4 separate regions of the Mus musculus genome follow, and all the other regions are linked to region 1. Evidence: chromatin contacts called from public HiChIP or PLAC-seq and promoter capture Hi-C data. All regions are on one chromosome and are shown on one strand. The core of a region is the stretch at or near the end of the contact, and the rest is flanking DNA. Distances in the headings are between cores, read along the strand shown.

The links. HiChIP or PLAC-seq counts read pairs in DNA pulled down with a chosen protein or histone mark. Capture Hi-C pulls out chosen DNA fragments and counts their contacts.
Region 2: a contact with region 1 is called in a promoter capture Hi-C map of liver, with 2.5 times the contacts expected there. The contact joins the promoter of Ccdc63 here to the promoter of Camkk2 in region 1. A contact is called at or near these places in 4 of 39 promoter capture datasets (the C10 cell line, hippocampal neurons, liver and 1 more), 1 of 484 Hi-C or Micro-C datasets (the G1E-ER4 cell line), 4 of 115 datasets of contacts at active chromatin or transcription factors (extraembryonic endoderm stem cells, large pre-B cells, microglia and 1 more) and 1 of 9 other capture datasets (liver).
Region 3: an H3K4me3 HiChIP or PLAC-seq map of craniofacial prominence shows a contact between it and region 1, with 4 times the contacts expected there. The contact joins the promoter of Hvcn1 here to the promoter of Camkk2 in region 1. A contact is called at or near these places in 3 of 115 datasets of contacts at active chromatin or transcription factors (the 230-238 cell line, bone marrow-derived macrophages and craniofacial prominence).
Region 4: a contact with region 1 is called in an H3K27ac HiChIP or PLAC-seq map of the NIH/3T3 cell line, with 3 times the contacts expected there. The contact joins the promoter of Tctn1 here to the promoter of Camkk2 in region 1. A contact is called at or near these places in 1 of 39 promoter capture datasets (pre-B cells), 1 of 484 Hi-C or Micro-C datasets (olfactory sensory neurons), 6 of 115 datasets of contacts at active chromatin or transcription factors (the NIH/3T3 cell line, bone marrow-derived macrophages, embryonic forebrain and 3 more) and 1 of 9 other capture datasets (liver).

The regions. Positions count from the first base shown.
Region 1 is chr5:122,777,043-122,781,740 of GRCm38.p6, forward strand. It overlaps Camkk2 (calcium/calmodulin-dependent protein kinase kinase 2, beta), which reads right to left and starts at 2,368. Exons shown (of 17, transcript NM_001199676.1): 1 at 2,210-2,368.
Region 2 is chr5:122,129,816-122,134,513 of GRCm38.p6, forward strand. It overlaps Ccdc63 (coiled-coil domain containing 63), which reads right to left and starts at 2,150. Exons shown (of 12, transcript NM_001384199.1): 1 at 2,106-2,150; 2 at 474-590; 3 at 1-140. The coding sequence starts at 482.
Region 3 is chr5:122,207,136-122,211,833 of GRCm38.p6, forward strand. Hvcn1 (hydrogen voltage-gated channel 1) reads left to right here and starts at 2,594. Exons shown (of 8, transcript NM_001042489.2): 1 at 2,594-2,786; 2 at 3,207-3,257.
Region 4 is chr5:122,261,838-122,266,535 of GRCm38.p6, forward strand. It overlaps Tctn1 (tectonic family member 1), which reads right to left and starts at 2,623. Exons shown (of 14, transcript NM_001039153.3): 1 at 2,301-2,623. The coding sequence starts at 2,532.

The sequences.
Region 1 (4,698 bases), core at 1,118-3,617:
GCATGTACAGATTCCCAGGATAGCGGAAAGAAAGCAGCCCTAGCCACTGTCCACAGCCAATCACAAAGTCCCTCTACCCAGTCCCTCAACTTTTCAGCCCATCTCAGAAGCCTTGGCATAACTGACACCTCCTCCAGGGAGCCGCTGGGATTTACTCCCATCAGAACAGATTTCTCCAGAAATAGCACCCCATGGCGTGCTCTCTCTCTCTCTCTCTCTCTCTCTCTCTCTCTCTCTCTCTCTCCCTCTCTCCCTCTCTCCCTCTCTCCCTCTCTCCCAGCACTTGAGGCTCACAGCATTTCTCAGCATCTCCCTCCTGGCATTTGAGGTAGGGACATTCTTATAGGACATTTGGCATTCCCTAGCTCCTGCCCACTAAACACCAAGAGTGCTTAGTCTCATTTTGACAAGCCAAAAGTCACCTCCCACGTGTTTCCAAATGCTCACCAGGAGGGGTGGGACCGTCCTCTAAGAAATACTGCATAGTTATTAGCCCACCAGCAACTGCAGGGAAAGCCAAGCCTGAGTCCTGCTGGGACAGCAGCACCTCTGTCTGTGTCCTCCTACACAGCCTAGCAAACAGGCCTGGGCTACCTACCCCCAGAAAGGCAAGGGAAGCCTGGCAATGTCTGTGTGATCCTGGCTAAGTTAACTAACCTCTCTGAGCCATTCAATACTAGGCACTTTAATCTCCTATTCTCAACTACGGTGACCAAAAACTCCCCACCACAAAGGATTTGGGTTAGCATCAAATGAGATGACCCAGGCAAGATAAAGTTATTTGCCACACATCAAGAACTCAATGAATGTTAATGAGGGGGTGGGAGTGTAAGCTCACTAGTTAAAGGTGGGCTTAGCCTGCTGCTGGCACTGGGTTCTATTCCTGGCATAAATGAAAAATGTAATTACGGTTATCCAAGGTAGGGGCTCATCATATGACGGGGTTTTCTTTTGTTTTTGTGTTTTGTTTTGTTTTGTGGTTTTTCGAGACAGGCTTTCTCTGTGTAGCCCTGGCTGTCCTGGAACTCACTTTGTAGACCAGGGTGGCCTCGAACTCAGAAATGCACCTGCCTCTGCCTCCCGAGTGCTGGGATTAAAAGTGTATGCCACCATGGCCCGGCATATGACATTTTTGATGAAGTGTACAGCAGTAGAGTGTACAAGGAGGGGGATCGGGCAAACTGAAGCTGCTTCTGTACACTGATAGCACGATCTATTCTGAAACCGCAGTTTCTGTGGGTTTGGGAACAGCGGCAGCCCCTGCCACTTCCAAAGAACAAAGGAGCTGTGGGGAGGCAGAGCAATCCTCCTCTAGGTCCTGTGGGGGCAGAGTCAGGAGGAGGAGTAAAAGACATCATTAATGCCCCAGGGCACCTGAAGTTTCTACTCCAGGACTGGGGGAACATCACAGAGGAGGTTGAGGAAGGTAAAAGTTGCATCTAGGGTAATGAATGCGGAGCATGACCCACCCACCCCCAGATCAGGAGGCTGTTTGCCCATGGCACCTGAGATGTCCTCCACCCCCTGCTCCATCCCCCTGCAAAGTGCCACCTCTTCATCTCCAAGTGAGAGCAGCCGGGGAGGAGGCTGACAGAGCTGTGAAAACACCCCGTTTCCCAAACTGGGCATTCAGGGGGTGGGGAGAACCCTGGCATAGCCCCGGTGATAGCGGGGCACCACCACCCCAGGGCTGTGCCAGAGGGAGCCGGCAGGCACTCTTTATGCATCGCGCGCTGCAGCCCAGAGGTAAATTTAGGTCAAAAGGATCAAGTCGGCCTGTGAGGTCGGGGTGATCAGAGGGCAGACTCGGGTCCAAGCCCCTAGGACCAGGGTCCTCCCCGTGCCTGGCAGCCTGCGGAGGTGGGACGCTCCCGCGCGCTCAGGTTCCGCACCTGTCAAGCGCCAGGGGTGGCCTAGGCCATCGCTGGGATCCGGGACCGCCCTGGCCGGCGGACCTTGGTGCGGAACTCCTGGCCGGCTCCTGCCGCCGGACCCCAAGCGCCGCCCGGCTCCGGAGGCCAGGGGGAAAGGGGGCGCAGCCCTCCACGTGGCGGGGCGCGGGGCGGCGCACGTGGGGTCCCCTCGGGGCCCGCCTCTGGGCTGTGTCTGCCGGCTCCCGCGCGCGTCCGGGACCCAAAGACCCACGGGGAGGTTGCGTCCCTCCCCCACCCACCCCCGACTCAGCCCGGCCCGCCTCGGGCCAGCTCACCTGGGCTCCGCGCCGCCGCCTCCCGCGCTCTGCGCCCCCGGCTCGGCTTGGCTCGGCTTGGCTCGGCTCGGCTCGGTCCGGTTCGGCTCTCCACGGGAGGAGCCGCCCGGGCTTCGGCTCGCGCGCGGCGCGGCGGCGCCTCGGGCTCCTTGCTGATTGGCCAAGGACCCGGCGTGGAGCGCGCGTGCCCGCCGCAGCCTCGGCCGCGCGCGCCGGGTCCCGCGGAGACTTAAGTAGCGGCGGGGCGGAGGTGGAGGCGGGAGGGGGGGTGGGGGGAAGGAGGCGACAGGAAGCGAGGCCCGACTCGCGCAGGGGCGAACAGGCCGCAAGTTTGGGAGTGGGTCTCGGTTCCTGCGAGATGCTCCACGCCGCTTTGTCCCTGAGCGTGGAGAAGTTCCCCCAAAGGCGACGGGGGAAAACCCAGGAGCCGTCTGGCGGTTCCCTCCCTGGATTTCGGGGCAACGCCCATTATGGGGAAACCCTTCCGCAGCCACCACCCCTCTGACCACTGCTGCAGGCTCGCCCTAAAATGCATCACTCACTCTGAACAGCCCAGCGAAGTTCTAGGTCTCTCCACAAGACTGACCAAACATTCTTCCCCTTTTTGACGGTTTACTTTGCTGGAGCCTTAAAATATTTAGTCTCCCAGTTGGGTAACAACGGAGAAAAAAAAGGGTATTTCAAGGGCTCGCTCACCCGGTGGCCTTGGATGTGGGGGGCCGGTGAACTCAGACTCGGATGTTCACCAGTGGCTGTCTGCATGCATGTTTCTGCCGGCAGCCAAAGGGTTGAGATGTCAAATTCACTAAGAATTCAAAGCTCTTTGTCAACTGGGTCGATTTTCAGCCCTCAATAAATTATTGCCATATTTCTAGGCTGGGCACTCACAAACAGTCCCCAGGACCGGACAAATAAACTCAATGAGCGTTCTAATGAGATGACCACCTCTGATACTGCTAAGCGCTCTTCCATTTATTTGTTAGTAGTAGCAACTGGAGCGAGACGAAGTGGAATAGTACACAATAGTTAAAAGGACTGTTAGATCTATTTGTACCCCCACAGGAAAAGGAAAACAAAAACATGTAGCGTAAGACAGCAAGCTGCAGGAGACAGTATCATGCACAGTTTGCGTGTCTTTTTAAGCCCCACTCTTGACTGACTTCCTGAGGAGACATGAACAAATGCCTATTCACCCAAAATAGGGCGCCGACAACAGATCAAAAACATCCAAGCCCAGCTTGGTGAACCAATGGGTTTATTGGGCTTACTCATCTCCAGCATGGACAGTGACCTGCCAGAAGGAGTGTCTCCTTCGTTTACCCACCCCTTTATATTCTCTAGCATCTCCCGGGGCCAGGTGCTGTTGGAGGTCTGCACAGGAGGAGAGGCGGGAGCAACTGTAATCTCAGGTGAGGGTCTAATGACTCTCCCCATTTCTTCCCTAGAGGGTGGATAATAGCCTCTCTCCAGTAAGGGACGGGTGCAGAGGCAAGCACAGATGCTCTGATTTCAAGAGGGACATGTTCTATGACCTCCACACGGTGTATGCTTATGGACACAAGCTTGTGCGAACGTCAAAGAGAATCGGTTCATGTTAGATGCATGATGGTCTGACATCAAGACGGAAGTAGGCAGCTAGAGGGGTAGCTCAGAGGTAGAGGACTTGCCTACCAGGTAGGAGGTAACGGTAAGGAAACCGGCTGGATAGCCTGGCGTGGTGGCGCACGCCTTTAATCCCAGCACTCGGGAGGCAGAGGCAGGCGGATTTCTGAGTTCGAGGCCAGCCTGGTCTAGAGTGAGTTCCAGGACAGCCAGGGCCATACAGAGAAACCCTGTCTTGAACCCCTCCCCCCCAAAAAAGGAAGCGGGCTGGAGAGATGGCTCCGTAGTTAAGAGCACCCACCAGCTGCTCTTGCAAAGGATCTAGGTTCGATTCCCAGTATCCACATGATGGGTCACAACCTCTGGAACCCCAGTTCCAGGGGATCTGACGCCCTCTTCTGGCCTTCTCAGGCAGAGCATGCATGTGGTTCGCAGACATGCATTGAGGAAAAACACCCATACACATGGAATAAAAATAAAGGAAGGTGGGTCGGGCACTTTTAACCCCAGTATTTGGGAGGCATGGGGCAGGAGGATCTCCATGAGTTCAAGGTGGTAGGAAGTTCCAGGTCTATATAGACCCTGCTTCCAAAAAGACAAAACAATAATGATAGATGAGTAAAGGAAGGAATTGAGGGCAGAGAATGGGACAGGGAGTATAGGAAGATGACATAGCTGTTTTATTTCCTCTATAAATGGTTGTAAAATAGATTGCAAAAATAGTTGATGCTGAATAGTGGGTACATAGTTCTGTATTTTTCTGTATTGTAGACCCCTCCCCAACCCCAAATTTATAGTAGGTTAAGTAGGCAGGGCGGGGCTTTGGGGGTCATGAGTGACAGGGTGTTAGAACCTAGTGGGGAAACCCCCACTCAACTCCCGATTCG
Region 2 (4,698 bases), core at 900-3,399, 650 kb before region 1:
GCCTGGGCGAGCTGCTCCCTGGCCTTCTCGGAAAGTTCCGAAAGGCCTGAAGAGCCCTTCCTCCTGACTTTCTTCATCTGGGCAAGACAGAGAAAGAGGATGCCCACACGACCTACAGTGGTAGTCCATCTGTATTTTTTCTTCAGGGCAAGATAGAGAAAGAGGAGGCCCAGGTGACCAGAGAAGTCTCCAGGTGGGGTTCCCAGGACAAAGGGAAGCCCACCCTGGGGTGATGGCATGTGCCTGTCTGTCGTAGGGTAGACCCACCCTGGGCTGCCAGGTGACAAGTCAAACTCGATGGAGTAGTGTCTTACTGGGTTGAGAAGTCATGAGGTTCCTAAGTTTAAGTCCTACACCACTGGGAGACTTTGAGAAAGTCACTATCTCTGGCCTCCCATCTATAAAGTTAGGATGGTGGGGTAGGGATGATGGGTAGGTGAAGGGACATTGAGTGACAAGCTGTTGTCACCTACCACTGGCATTGAGATGGATCTGAGCTTCCCTTCTGCTTAGACACTGGGTCCTGGAGGTCAAAGCCAGCAAGCCCACCTCTTTCTCCGTCTCTCTTTGTCTCCTCTGTCTGCAATGTCCTGCCCAGAATGAGAGAGGAAAAAGGAAGTGGGCCACCCTGCTGGCAGTGAGGACCCATGCGCCTCTCCTCCCTCCCATAGTCCCCTTCCACCCACAGCTTGGCATACAAGGGGACACAGCAGATGGCGCCGGGTGTAACAAGAGCCCCTCCCCCCAAGATCCGATCGCACCGGAACTTCTTCCGCTCCCCAGTTTATTATTAGGACCTGGGCAGATGGCTCCAGCCTGTCACTTACCCTTCTCCTCACATCTCTAAAGGAAAGGGGCACAGAGGCCTCTGATGATCAACCTGATGGAGCTGTTTTGGTTTTTTTGACTTTGGGACAGAGTCTCCTGTAGTCGAGGCTGGCCTCAAACTCAGTATGCTGCCAAGGCTGGCCTTGATCTCCTGATCCTCCTGCCTCCACCTCCAAAGTGCTGGGATTAGAGGCATGTGCTACCATATCCGGTACTTCATGCAGGCTAGGCCAGCACTACCCACTGATACATACCTATCCCACACCCACACACACAACAGAGTTGAAACCCTGCCTACGCTGTGATTACCCCACCCATACCCCACTTCTAGGATCAGGAACCAGCAACCAGCAACCCAGAGGAACATTTTATCATATCAGAACTTGAATGCTACCTGCCCAGAGGCACTTAGGAGTGGGGACATTAGCAGACAAGCCCCAAAGGGTTGTTAGGCCCACTGTGTCCCAGAAACTGCGAGGTCCTATGTGGAATTCCAGGTTCTCCATTCACATTCTTGCCCAGCCTCTAACGGACCTCAGGTACATCTGTGCTGCTCTCTGGAGCCTCAGTTCCCCATCTAGACAGTGGGGAGGGCCACGCCCTCCCCTAATCTGCATAATCCCCTCCCACTTCCGTGGACCAGTAATTCCTGTTGTACACTGGAGAGAATTTAGTAACTGAATTTTAACCTGGGGAATCTAGGTCAGCCAGTTCCATGGGGCTCTATGAATCATACTAGCATGGGGAGAGAAACCATAAACACCAAAACCTCAAGGCTTAGCCAGACCAGAAGATGTCACTGGATCGCGTCCTATCACACCAGACAGGAAGAACTTTTCATGAGACAATTTGAAATGAAATTTCTGGGGACTTATAAATCATGAGAGTTGTGGCAGTGTGAATGTCTAAGTCGATTTGGCATACAAACAAGCGCCTACTGTGTGCTTAGTGTTGTGGGGAACTGAGCTGTGGTTCAGCCACCCTCACGACGTGATCAATTTGTTTTAAAAAGAAAACAAAAGGTGGGCGTGGTGGTGCTGGCCTGAGTGACGCGGGAGGTGGAAACAGGAAGATCATGAGGTCAAGATCTTTGGCTGTAGCTTTACTTCAAGGTCAGTCTGTGCTGTAAGTGAATGGATACGTAATAAATAAATACACAGTCGCTTGAGAGCACATATAGCTCTTTGAGTTTGGGGAGCGTTTATGGTGGCAGTGGCTGGTTCCTGCCTCACCTCTGCTCATCCCCGGCAGGGGGCGCTGTGTGTACCCTAACTTACCACCCACGGCTCCCGCGGCTCCCGGTAGTGGCGGCTCGTGTGTCTAAGTGGCAGCCAGCTCCGCACCCCGCGTTCTCCGCCCTGGAACCCGCGCCTTTGTGACAGCGGCGACTCGCGTTCTCTAAGGACAGCCGAGACAACCGGACCCACGGAGAACCCGCATTTTACCAGAGGGGACAGGGCAACGCATTCCTGGGCTACCCTCAGCTGCCCTGTGTCAAACACCTTGGCCACCTTGGCCACCAAGCCAGCTTCCATTCCCTCCCTCCCTGGGTTACTACTCTCTTTCCTCTCGCTTCACCATTAAATACCTCCTTTCTGTTACACAGTGACCTAAAACGACTTGTTTTCAGAGTTTGGAGATTAAACCTGGGGCAGGTTAGGCAATGACTTTACCCCGGTCCGCCCTTCACCATCTGGAAGTTGCCCTCGGGTCCTGCTGTTTCGGCTGCTCTCCACTGTCTGCCACTGGGTGGGCAGTGGTTAGAAACATGCCTCTCTGGCGAAGGTTTCCCATCGCGGTTCTTCCTGGGTGCAGAACTCGGCCCTCTTGCCAAGAAGAACGAGCCCCACCCCACCCCCACCCCCCCACCCCCGCCACGGCCCCTCGCGTGCGCCCCCAGTGTAGCCTAGAGCAAACAAAGCTGCCAGCGGTAAACAAATGGAACCAGCACACACAGCAAGACAGTCTCCACGGCGGTCAGATACCCAAATCAGCCCATCCTTCCCAGTCAATGCTTGGACTAGGAACGTTAAGAGACTAACTGGTGCCAGGCAGTGGATCTATCGATGCCTTTAATCCCAGCACTCGGAAAGCGGAGACAGGCAGATCTCTGAGTTCAAGGCCAGCCTGGTCTACAGAGTTGAGTTCCAGGACACCCAGAGCTACACAGAGAAACCATGTCTGGGGGCAACAGCGGGGGTGGGGTGCATTATTTCCTGGAGTCTGCCACAGGGGTGGGCTTATAATTACTGGTCGTGGTCTCAAAGGCACCAGAGGAGCTTCCCACAGCCCAAGGTTAGAGAAGAGGAAGGTGCTTTGCTGTCGCTGAAAAGGAAATAGGAGATATGCTGCCTCTGTTGGTTGCTGGCAGCCCTGTTGCAAGCCTAAGGGAGACCAGTGGCTGATGGTCTACAATGTTGGCTAGCTCCTCAGATAGTGACTGCGGGTATAGGGTAAGTATAGGGCACCCCTCCCCGGTCATCGGCCCCTGGGAAAACCTGGAGCTGCAACTTCAGGACTTTTATTAGAAGCCAAAAGAGTGGACTCTGAGTCACAGTTCTGACCCACGGTAGAGTCGTCTCAGAACTTCCCGAGTCTGTTAATTACGAGTCATTCAAACCCAAGCAACTGTCTACATCCTACAAGACCCTTATCTAGCAGTGTGCTTAGTGATAAAGAACATGGGTTAGGCCGGGCAGTGGTGGCGCATGCCTTTAGTCCCAACACTTGGGAGGCAGAGGCAGGTGGATTTCTGAGTTCGAGGCCAGCCTGATCTACAGAGTGAGTTCCAGGACAGCCAGGGCTATACAGAGAAACCATGTCTCGAAAAAACCAAAACCAACCAAACAAACAAAAAACATGGGTTAGGATTATCCCTTCCCAGAACAGTGGATGCAGAATGGCCAGTCAGTCCCCTGAACATGACACCAACCTGGCGGGCTCTGGGGGCCTTAGGAATTGTACAGAGCCTGTCTGAAGGGTAGGTGGGTGCCTTGATCACTTGCCCCCCACCCTGAAAACTACCACCCCTGGAGAATGTTCTCCACTCGCTCTGTGATATACGTGCCTCTCTTCCACACCCCAGTTTGAATTCTTTAAACTGAGTTCACAGGCACTGGGGTCAAGCCAAGGGGAGCTCAGCCTTGGATCCCAGCACTTTAATGTTCAGCGAGGGAACTGAGGTACAGAGGCCATGTCCACACAGGGCCCTCTGCCTGTCATTCTGTGGCGTGCGGTGGTCTCCATCTGCTCTCATTCTGACTGGACAGGAAAAGAAGGCTTGGCTCAGTTTTGTCCAATTAGATCTTCAAGCCAGAAACTTTACTCTGGGCATGAACCCCTCCCACCGCAGGACAGCTCCGGACTGATTGACTAGCTGTTACTGAGTCTAAGTGTTGGGTACTGGAGCTAACTAAAAGACTGTGAAGTCACCTGCTGCTGGTGTGGCCCTTTGTCACTAACCCACAGTATTGCGTTGACTGTTTTTGGGTTGTTTTTGTTGTTGTTGTTGTTGTTTGTTTCTTTTCTTTTCTTTTCTTTTCTTTTCTTTTCTTTTCTTTTCTTTTGAGATGGGGTCTTACTATGTAGCCCTGGCTGTCCTTGAACTTGCTATGGAATACCAGGCTAGCTTTGAACTCACAAGAGATCCACCTGCCTCTGCCTCCAGACTGTTGGGCTTAAAGGCATGCCTCACCAGGCCAGCTAAAGGAGGGGTTTTTTAAAAAAATATTTTTAAAGATTCATTTATTTATTATATGTAAGTACACTGTAGCTGTCTTCAGACACTCCAGAAGAGGGAGTCAGATCTCGTTACAGATGATTGTGAGCCACCATGTGGTTGCTGGGATTTGAACTCTGAACCTTCGGAAG
Region 3 (4,698 bases), core at 1,344-3,843, 570 kb before region 1:
ACCCAGGTCCTCACATGCTAGGTAAGTGCTCTACCTCTGAGTTCCATTCCAAGTCCTAGCCACACTGCAGCATCACACAGGTCCCCAAGCCTCATTCAGACATGGTCAACTACCTACCTACATACATACACTCAGGGGCTGTCACAGATGGTAGTGAATCACATGGAGGTAGGTCCAGGTAACTGATGTGACTCTGGGAACTCCAAACCCATCCCTGGCTGAAACCTCACCCCCTTCTTGCTTCCTTTCCCTCTTCTCACGCACTCCTGGGTGCTCTGGGAAGGGAAGTGGTCGGCTGCAACCACGAGATACTGGAGACACCAGAGCCTTTGAAGGTGGCCTTCTCTCCCTGCTGGTGGAGGAGGGAAGAAAGCTCAAGCAGAAATAGCCTCCAGGCCCTGGGCTTAGATCTTACTTGATCTGTTCTGTGAGCATCAGGAGGGCAGGACCACCATACCTGGACAGTGATGGATCCTCACACAACAGAAATGTGAAGGACGTGGTGGGGGTGGGTTGAGGGGGGAAAGGGACTTCCTCATGCTTGAGAACAAACCAGCAAATATCCAACCACACAACTCTGAAGCGTCTCTGCAAACTGGGGCTTCTTTTCAGAGCAATGTTTTTCTCTCAGTGTATACAAGGTTACCTTGAAATGCGGTCCTGAAATTATTTGTTCTTTGGGCTGTTCTGTCTTACCAATCAGTGGCCTCACCCCTCCACCCAACCAGAGTGGGAGTTCTATGGGGACAGAAGTCGCTCTGTCCGCTGTCTCTGTGGGATTCCCCAGGTCTGGATTCACAATGACTTCAGACGATAGCTTTGCAATCTTCAAACTTCCTTGTTTCTCGCCTTACTGATTCAGCCAGGATCTTATACAGTGTTTAAAGCAGCAGTGGTCACAGGCTTTCAACACTCAGTCACTAATTTATATGGTGTCCTAGGTTCATCTTTGTTTCAGTCACAAATACCCTGACAAAAAGCTCACAGTTCTAGTCACAGTCCATTGTTATAATGAGGACACCAAGGCAGCCTCATGTCCACAGTCAGGAGCAGAGAGAGAATAACTCATGAGTCCTGTTTGTTTCATCGCTTAGCTAACTTTTTCCTCTCTCACATAGCTGCAGGAGGCCTGCCTAGGGAATGATGCCGCCCACAGTGAGCTGGGTCTTAAGACAATCCCCACAGGTCAACCCAATGTAGCCGGTCCTTCATTGAGACCCTCTTCCCAAGTGATTCTAGGCTGTGTCAAGTTGAAAGCTAAAAGGGACAGGTACACACAACAGGGAGTCAGCCAGAGAGTCCAGAGCTTGGGTCTTGGTAGCTGAAGCCATATCTTGTCTTATACTGTTTGTAACTCATGGCAGGATGTATTGCTGATGTCAGCCCACAGCTTTGAGGTGGTTCATTAGATGGAGGGACTCCTGTTCCTTCTCCCTGGCCTTCCTCACCCTACAGACATGAGGAGGAACTGTCTCACCCTGTCTAGCTGACCCCGAAGTAGGAGAGTTTTGATTTTTTTCCGTGTGCCTGTGCACTGCATGCATGCAACTGTCTGTGGAGGCCAGAAGAGGCCATCAGATGCCTGGTTGTCAGCCACCATGTGGGTGCTGGGAACCAAACTTGGCTCTTCGGGCAGAGCAACAAGTGCTCAAATCGTTGAGGCATCTCTCCAGCCCTGAGAGATAAGTTTTGGATGAAACACAAGAAGGCTGAAGTTCAGGATGGAGCAGGCCATACCTTAGGAACTTTCAGGAGGCTGTTATATCACAACATTTCTGAGGAGTCCTGCCACCATCCAACCTAGCTTGCCACCAGCATGGAGGACAGGGGAGCTGGTAGAAGCCAGTGGATCAGAGACCAATGGGAGGCAGATAATGTTCCTGTGCAGTGCCACACAGTATTGCAGCACCCGTGGAGATGCAGCCTTAAGCTCGAAGGGGGCTGTGCACTAAGCATCTGGAAGGGAGGCTAGCCCACACCTGCAGGTGGTTACAAGGAAACAAGTGTTGCGGATAACCGGCTGAATTAGGCCAGAATTGAAGCTGAAGTCACTGAACTCTAAGGAAACTGGCTTTTAGAGTTTCACACACAGCAGCCATGAAGGGCTGGGGTTCTGAAGAAGCTAAAGTTTGGGTTCCATTACACGGACCCGGGGCTTTTGGGCTGCAGTGGGTCTGAATAGGTGTGCTAGGAAGCCCACTCCTTCCCCTCCACACACACACACACACACACACACACACACACACACACACTGTCTCTTAGTGACTCTCCTGAATTTTCCTTCCCAGCCCAGAGAGAGTGGGTTCAGTCATTCCCCCACCAGCTTATGATACATTTCTTTTGCCCTTACTTTCTTGGGACTGTCTCCATTAGCAGGTAAAAAGTTTCTCTTTAACCTGCTCTTGCATCAGTTGGCCCCCTGAATTCAGCTAGGGAGTTCATCTCCTCCAGTAAACACAGGAGCTTTGGAAGAGAGAGGGAGGAGGAGGTCCTTGGATGAGGCGTTTGAGTGGGGGTGGGGTGGGATTAGCCGGAAGAGAGTTCCAGCCCTGTGCATACTCCCGGGGTCTTTGTCATTTGATAGCCGCTTCAAGTTAGTGCCTCTCAGCACACTAGTGCCTCCGTAGGCCTTTGAGTTTGCAGCAGCAATAAGTTCGAGCAGCTCTGGAAACTCCCGCCACACCACACCCCCAAAGGCAAGGGCCCTCCCCCTGGGCTCTTCAGAGCTGGGGTGTGCCTGAGTCTCTACCCTGGGATGAGAACAGAGCTAAGCAGACTGCTGCCAGGTAACGAGGATGAGGCTTGGGGTGGGGAGGTCAGGGCGCCCCCCTCTTCCTTCCAACCTTAGTTGTATCTCGAGCTGAGGGCAGCTGCGATCTTCTCCCTGCTCTGCACACCCGCCAGCCGCGGGGCCCGGGAGGGAGGAAGGAAGCCCTGGCCACCCTCCATCCTCGTGATTCCCTGCTGCTCTTTTGTCCATTTTGGCTGGCGGGGAGTGGAGGACTAGGCCAGGGGGCACCGTGGGGTGACCAAGGCCCTGGCTGCTTCTTGAACTGTGACTGCCCACCCCGCTCTCCTCCCCGGGGAATTGAGCATTGACAGGCGCATCCTCTCCTGGTGGGTGTTAACCTGGATCCACAGCCATGACTCTGCCACACCCAGCATCTTGTGACTTGTGGAGAAGTAACCCTGTCCCCCTCACACAGGTGGAGAGAGCCAGCCAGCCACTGCAAAGGAGTGCTGCAAACTACCAGCAGGTGAGTGTGAAGCCCTAAGCCCTGTTTTCCATCCCAGAGCCCTACAGCCACCCCAGGGAGACAGCAGGAGGGAAGGAGATACAGCTAGCACCACAAGAGCAGACCCCCAAGGAGTCAGCACACTGGTGCACCCTAGCAAGAAGAAACCCAATTTAGTGGAGCCTTCTTGAAATGATTCGAAGCCCTATCTGTTGGGTTCAGGAGTGCCAAGGAACAAGAATGGTGGGTGGGTGGGTTGGGGCCTGGTTATACTGTAAGACCGAGAAGCAACAGCAACAGCGTGCATTTCTGCTCTTCTGAAGCCCCCACCACTTACCCAGCACCTACTGCCTGCGAGTACCTGATTCTACATGCCTTAGAGGTGGGACACTGCCTCTGTGTCTCTGTATCCTTCTCTGCCCTATGGCATTCAGAATGGCACCTACCTCCCAGGAATGCTGAGGTGATGGGGAGAAGCCTAGCAATCCCCACTCCCACCCCCAAACCTAGCACGGGATCCTTGGGAGCTGCGTTCCTCTCTGCTCAACCTTGCCCCTCTGAAGGCATTTCTGCCTACTGGGCATTTCATCTCAGGTTGGCGGGGACGCTCTGAGCTTTGCAGTGTTTCCTGACTGCCCACCAGCAGCTTGAGGTTTCTTGAGAAAGGCCGTGGTTGAGGATGGCAACTTCTGCCTCCAAGACTCCCCTGGCAGCAAGGCTGGTCAAGGCAGGGTTTTGAAAATCTCTAGGCTAGGTCTTACCCAATTCCAGAGCTGCTGGGCAGCCCACAACCTTCCCGTGGCCATGTTTTGCAAGAAGGAAGAAGCCCGGACTTCTTGTCCAGGCTTTCCCGCCTGTAGCGCATGCCTCCATCCTTCTTTCCCAACTCCCACTCCATCTAGGCCAGTCACAAGTTCTGGCCTACACAGATCTCCAGTCTGGATGCTGTGTCACCATGACTACACCCAAGTCCAGACCTCCATCCTCTTTGGCCCTCCCCATCATGTCCCTGCTATAACTTTTCATTTTTTAAAGATGTATTTATTTTATGTATATGAGTGCTCTGTGTATACCTGCATGGCAGAACAGGGCATCAGATCCCATTACAGATGGTTGTGAGCCACCGTAGGGTTGCTGGGAATTGAACTCAGGACCTCTGGAAGAGCAGTCAGTGCTCTTAGACCTCTGAGCCATCTCTCCAGCCCCCCTGCTATGACTTGACCCTGAGCACTACAGCATTTCACACAAGCTGAGAGCCCTGCTAGACCTCCCCAAACTATTATTATTATTTCTTCTCCTCCTCCTCCTTCTTCTTCTCTTCTTCCTCTTCCTTCTCTCCTTCTTCCTCCTCTTTCCTCCTCGTCCTTCTCTTTCTGTTTTTGGAGATAGGTTTTATCTCTGTAGTCTTGGCTGTCCTGGAACTCACTCTGTAAACCAGGCTGGTCTCAAACTCACAGAGATT
Region 4 (4,698 bases), core at 1,373-3,872, 510 kb before region 1:
CTTATGATGTCCTTTTGTAATTTAAAATTTTACAATATAAGGTAATGCATTTATGACAGGATACAACAACAACATGGAGGAAAGGCAGGGACATCCCCCCACCCCCACCCAGACAGCAACTCAGACCTCAGCCACCCTGACAGCCACTGTGACTGAGTCTTCAGGACTCGCATCGATCAGGCAGAGAACCTCCACGAGAGCAGAAGGGAGAGCTTCCTCGCAGAGTACTGAGCACGCGATAGACTGGCTCAGTTTACTACTGTCTTTACTACCCTGCTCATTCTATCTCTGTCAATGGAGAAAACCCTCTCAAAGAAACAACAGAGGGCTAAAGAGGCGGGGTGATCGCGATAGAGCACTGGCTGCTCCTGCAGAGGATCTAACTTCGGTGTCCACAACCCACAGGACCGCTCACAACCATCTCTAACTCTGGCTCCAGGGGATCTCATGCCCTCTTCTGGCCTCTGAAGGTACGGGGCACGTATATGGCATACAGATAGATAAGATAATCTCAAAAAAAACCACAACATACAACAACAAGAAACAATATATAGCACAAAGATAACAAACTGAATTCATGGCACAGACTACTGTGAGGAGAGAGGAAATAATGCATCCAGGGCTTTGGCAATTTTGGTTGTTTGCTCTTTGCTTCCTGAAGCAGAGGCTACTTTGGGTCACAGGTGCCTTCCACCATGGTTCCTGCCTTTCCCCAGCTAAGGTGTCACTGAATCTGTTTGTTTGTTTGTTTCTTGTTGTTTTTCTTTGAGACAGGAATTCTCTGTGTAGCCCTGACTGGAACTCACTTTGTAGATCAGGCTGGCCTCACACTCAGAGATTCCCCCACCCCTCCCCAGGATTAAAGAGTGTACCACCTGCACAACCTGGCTTGATTTTTTTTTAATTTATTTATTTATATGAGTTACACTGTAGCTGTCTTCAGACACACCAGAAGAGGGCACCAGATCTCATTACAGATGGCTATGAGCCACCCATGTAGATGCTGGGATTTGAACTCAGGACCTCTGGAAGCGCAGTCAGTGTTCTTAACCACTGAGCCATCTCTCCAGCCCCCTGGGCTGCATCTTAACTGTAATGTTTGGTTTCCTTTTGGGGAAGAGGGGCAATAATCTCAGGCTTCAAACAAAGAATTTTAGCCAAATGCTGACGGGATGTCATAGCATTCTTATTTGTATGAATGAATGGTTTCAAAATTTACAAAAAAAAAAAAACCAAAACAAAAAAACAAGCTCTAGAGATGGGAGGCAGGCTGGGAGGCCCACACCTGGGAATCTCAGCAACTGGGAGGCAGAGTCAGGAAGATGTCAGGTTACAGGCCAGTCTGGGTCACTTAGCAAACCTGTCAGGAACAAAGTTAGGAAAGAAGGCGAAGGCAGGAGACTGGAATGGTTCTAGAACAGGCTGGGGAGATGGCTCAGGAGTTAAAAGCACATACTGCTTGTATACAGGACCTAACTTCTGTTCCCAGGACCCAAGTCAGCCAGCTCTCAAACAAACTCCAGCTCCCCACTTCGGTTCTCCAAGGGCGCCAATATATATCCACCCCATCCTCACAAACATATACAAATATGCACACACAATTTAAAATACTTTTTTAAGATTTAGAAAAAATTCCCCCCGAAAGTGGTATAACGCTCTGGAAAGGCACGAAGGGAAAGGGGAGTTTTATTGATAAATGAAAAATGCTTTCTTAGTCCGAAAGACAAATTAGCTCCTCCTTGACTAGGTCCTCTCTAGCCATGGACAACTGCGCGTACTCACTAAAAGAACGCCATACTCCCTTCACTGGGATGGGTAAAAGGGAGAGAGCAATTAAGTCCACTACCTCATGTGTTTAAATTTACAACCACGAATTGTTGCCAAAGCTTCAAATTCCGAGCGGTAAGTAGATACGGATGAAACAGGTGTGTTTAATAACTCCATTTAGCTGGTAAAAAATGTCTAAAACGCACTTAATCACCCTGAAAATATCTGCTGGGCTCTCAGTAATCTAGACACAACTGGGATGCCCATGTCCGTGTGTCTGCGTGGAGAGGACGAAGATCCACTTAGCACTCTTTCTTCTACCAGTACTGCCTTCAACTCATTCTGTAGGTTTCTATCTAGTACCCCACTGCAGCCGTCTGCAATGATGCGGAAAAGGGAGTAACTGAGCCCCGCCCTCCGCATTTGTGTGCCAGAGATCCGATCTCCCCCTGAGGGTAACGACAGGGAGGCTGAGAAGGGGGTAACTTTGAGCTGGTGTACCCGCTCCAGGGGGGTCACCCCTTTGTACCCACCGTCCGTGACCGGGGTAGGCCTGGGGCCAGAGCGCTCCGGTGCCCTGGGAGTTCCCGGGGTCCTAGGCGACAGGGAGGGCTGCAGAGTGGTGGGGGTGGCCTTGGTGGAATTGAGATCCTCCTTCGTCACTGCTGGGGTGGCCGCAGCCGGGATGGCAATGACCTGGGTGCTCGAAGAGGTGTAGCAGTTTAGGAGCACCAGCAGGAGCGGCGGGAGACCCCGCGACCCCATGGCCTAGCAGAGTAGCCCGCGCCGGGGAGCTAGGCCCGTCTGTTGCCCGGGCAACAGTCACAGCCTAGCGCTAGGTATCACGGGAAAGGGCTCGCGAGGCCAAACTGGTCTGCGGAAGAAGGTGGGGCCTGAAGTCAGACCCGCGAATGGGGCGGGAGCTGGGCGAGGCTATAGGCGGGGCCTGGGCGGAATCGGAGAGGAGGGGCGGGGCCGGTGGGGGCGGGGTATGAGACAGCTCTTTCTAAGGAGCCCTCAGAAAATCGGAAGATGTAAACTTCTGTTGTGACACTTTGGGTGCTGCGTGGTTGTTTTTTTTTTTTTTTTTAAAAATGTAGATTCCCAGCTATAGCCTCACAGAATTCGGAGTCAGTCAAGACTAGGGCAGAGCCTAGAAGAGAGTATTTCTAATAAAAGACCCGCAGCGCATGTTTAGAAGTGACTTGGTTCCTTTAAGTTACATTGAATTTCTTACCCCATGTAACACTTTCTTTACTTTCTTTGCCTTTGGATACATCGCAGGAGGTCGCCAGAGCACTTCTGTCCACGGATTTATTTATGATAAGAGAAACAAAAGAATTCTTAACTTTTTGGTTCTTTTAGACGGGATCTCTCTGTGCCTGACTAATCTCGAACCCAAGGCAGCCCTATGTCAGTGCCTCATGCCAGGCATGCACCACCGCATCCAACCTCCATATCTGCCTTTATGATTATATCATTTGGAATGTTCTTCTCATCGTGTGTGTGTGTGTGTGTGTGTGTGTGTGTGTGTGTGTGTGTGTGTGTTTACTGGTAGGGGGAGGATGGGGGAGGAATTTGAGACAGGGTTTCTCTCTGTAGACCTGACTGTCCCAGAATGCACTCTGTGGACCAGTCTGGCCTCGAACTCGGAGAACCACCTGCCTCTGTCTCTCAGGTATTTTTTAAGGGTTAGTTATGTTTTGTTTTGTTTTGTTTTTTGTATATGGTGTTGTGTCTGTATGTATGTACACCAGCAGAGGGCATCAGATCCCATGAGACAGTCATAGACATGACATGAGCCACCAAGTGGTTGCTGGGAATTGAACTCAGGACCTCTGGAAGAGCAGCCCAAGCTCTTAACCGCTGAGCCATCTCTCCAGCCCTTCCTTAAGTCTTACAGCCCTGTGCTTCAAATCATTCTGTGAAAAGTTCTCAAAATCCTTTTATCCAGTCTCAAGCCTCAATGTAATTTTCTGACATTTGACTTCAAGGTGTAGACTGTTATCTGCTCATACATTTCGAAAGCCTTAGGGGACAGTGGGGACTCATTTGTTAGTTTCTTTCTTTCTTTCTTTCCATCATAATTCACTGAGTCCATCTAGGGGCTAGAGAGATGACTCAGCCATTAGGAGCCCTTGCTGCTTGGAGAAGACCAGGGTTTAGTTCTCAGCACCAGCATGGTGGCTTCTCACCTGTGTTACTCCAGCTCTAAAGGATATAAACCGGTCCTCTGGTCCCTGGGGGCACCTGCATGAGTGTGTGCACCCAAATAAAAGCACACATCTAAATGTGACGCTTCCATTATTCAAAACTGAATATATGAATATAAGCAATATAGTAGTCACCTATGCTGGAGTTTCTTCCCAGTCAACATTTTTGTTGGCAACAAGTAACAAGTTTACTGGGTGTAGAATTTGGTTTGGTTTTAGTTTTCAGTGGTTTTTAAAGATTGATTTATTATTATATGTAAGTACACTGTAGCTGTCTTCAGATGCTCCAGTAGAGGGCATCAGATCTCATTATGGGTGGTTGTGAGCCACCATGTGGTTGGTGGGATTTGAACACAGGACTTTTGGAAGAGCAGTCAGTGCTCCTACTGGCTGAGCCATCTCGCCAGCCCCTCAGTGGTTTTTAATGAAAGCCGTTCTAACAGGTATACTAGACTTTAAGTAGACCTGTATTTGCATTTCTCTTGGATACCCTTCCTAGAAGTACATTCTATGGTCTTGTGTGTAAGTTTATAAGAAACCGCCCAACCTTTCTCCAGAGCCACTCCCCAGTGTTCTTTCCCCACCAATAGAGTCTGACAACTCCAGTTTTGGATGCTCTTGAAACACTGGGAGGTTAGGCATGATCAACTCCACTTCCATTTTTGTTTGTGGCTAACTTGACAGGCTTGCGGTGGTGTCTCCTTGTCAGGTAAATTTG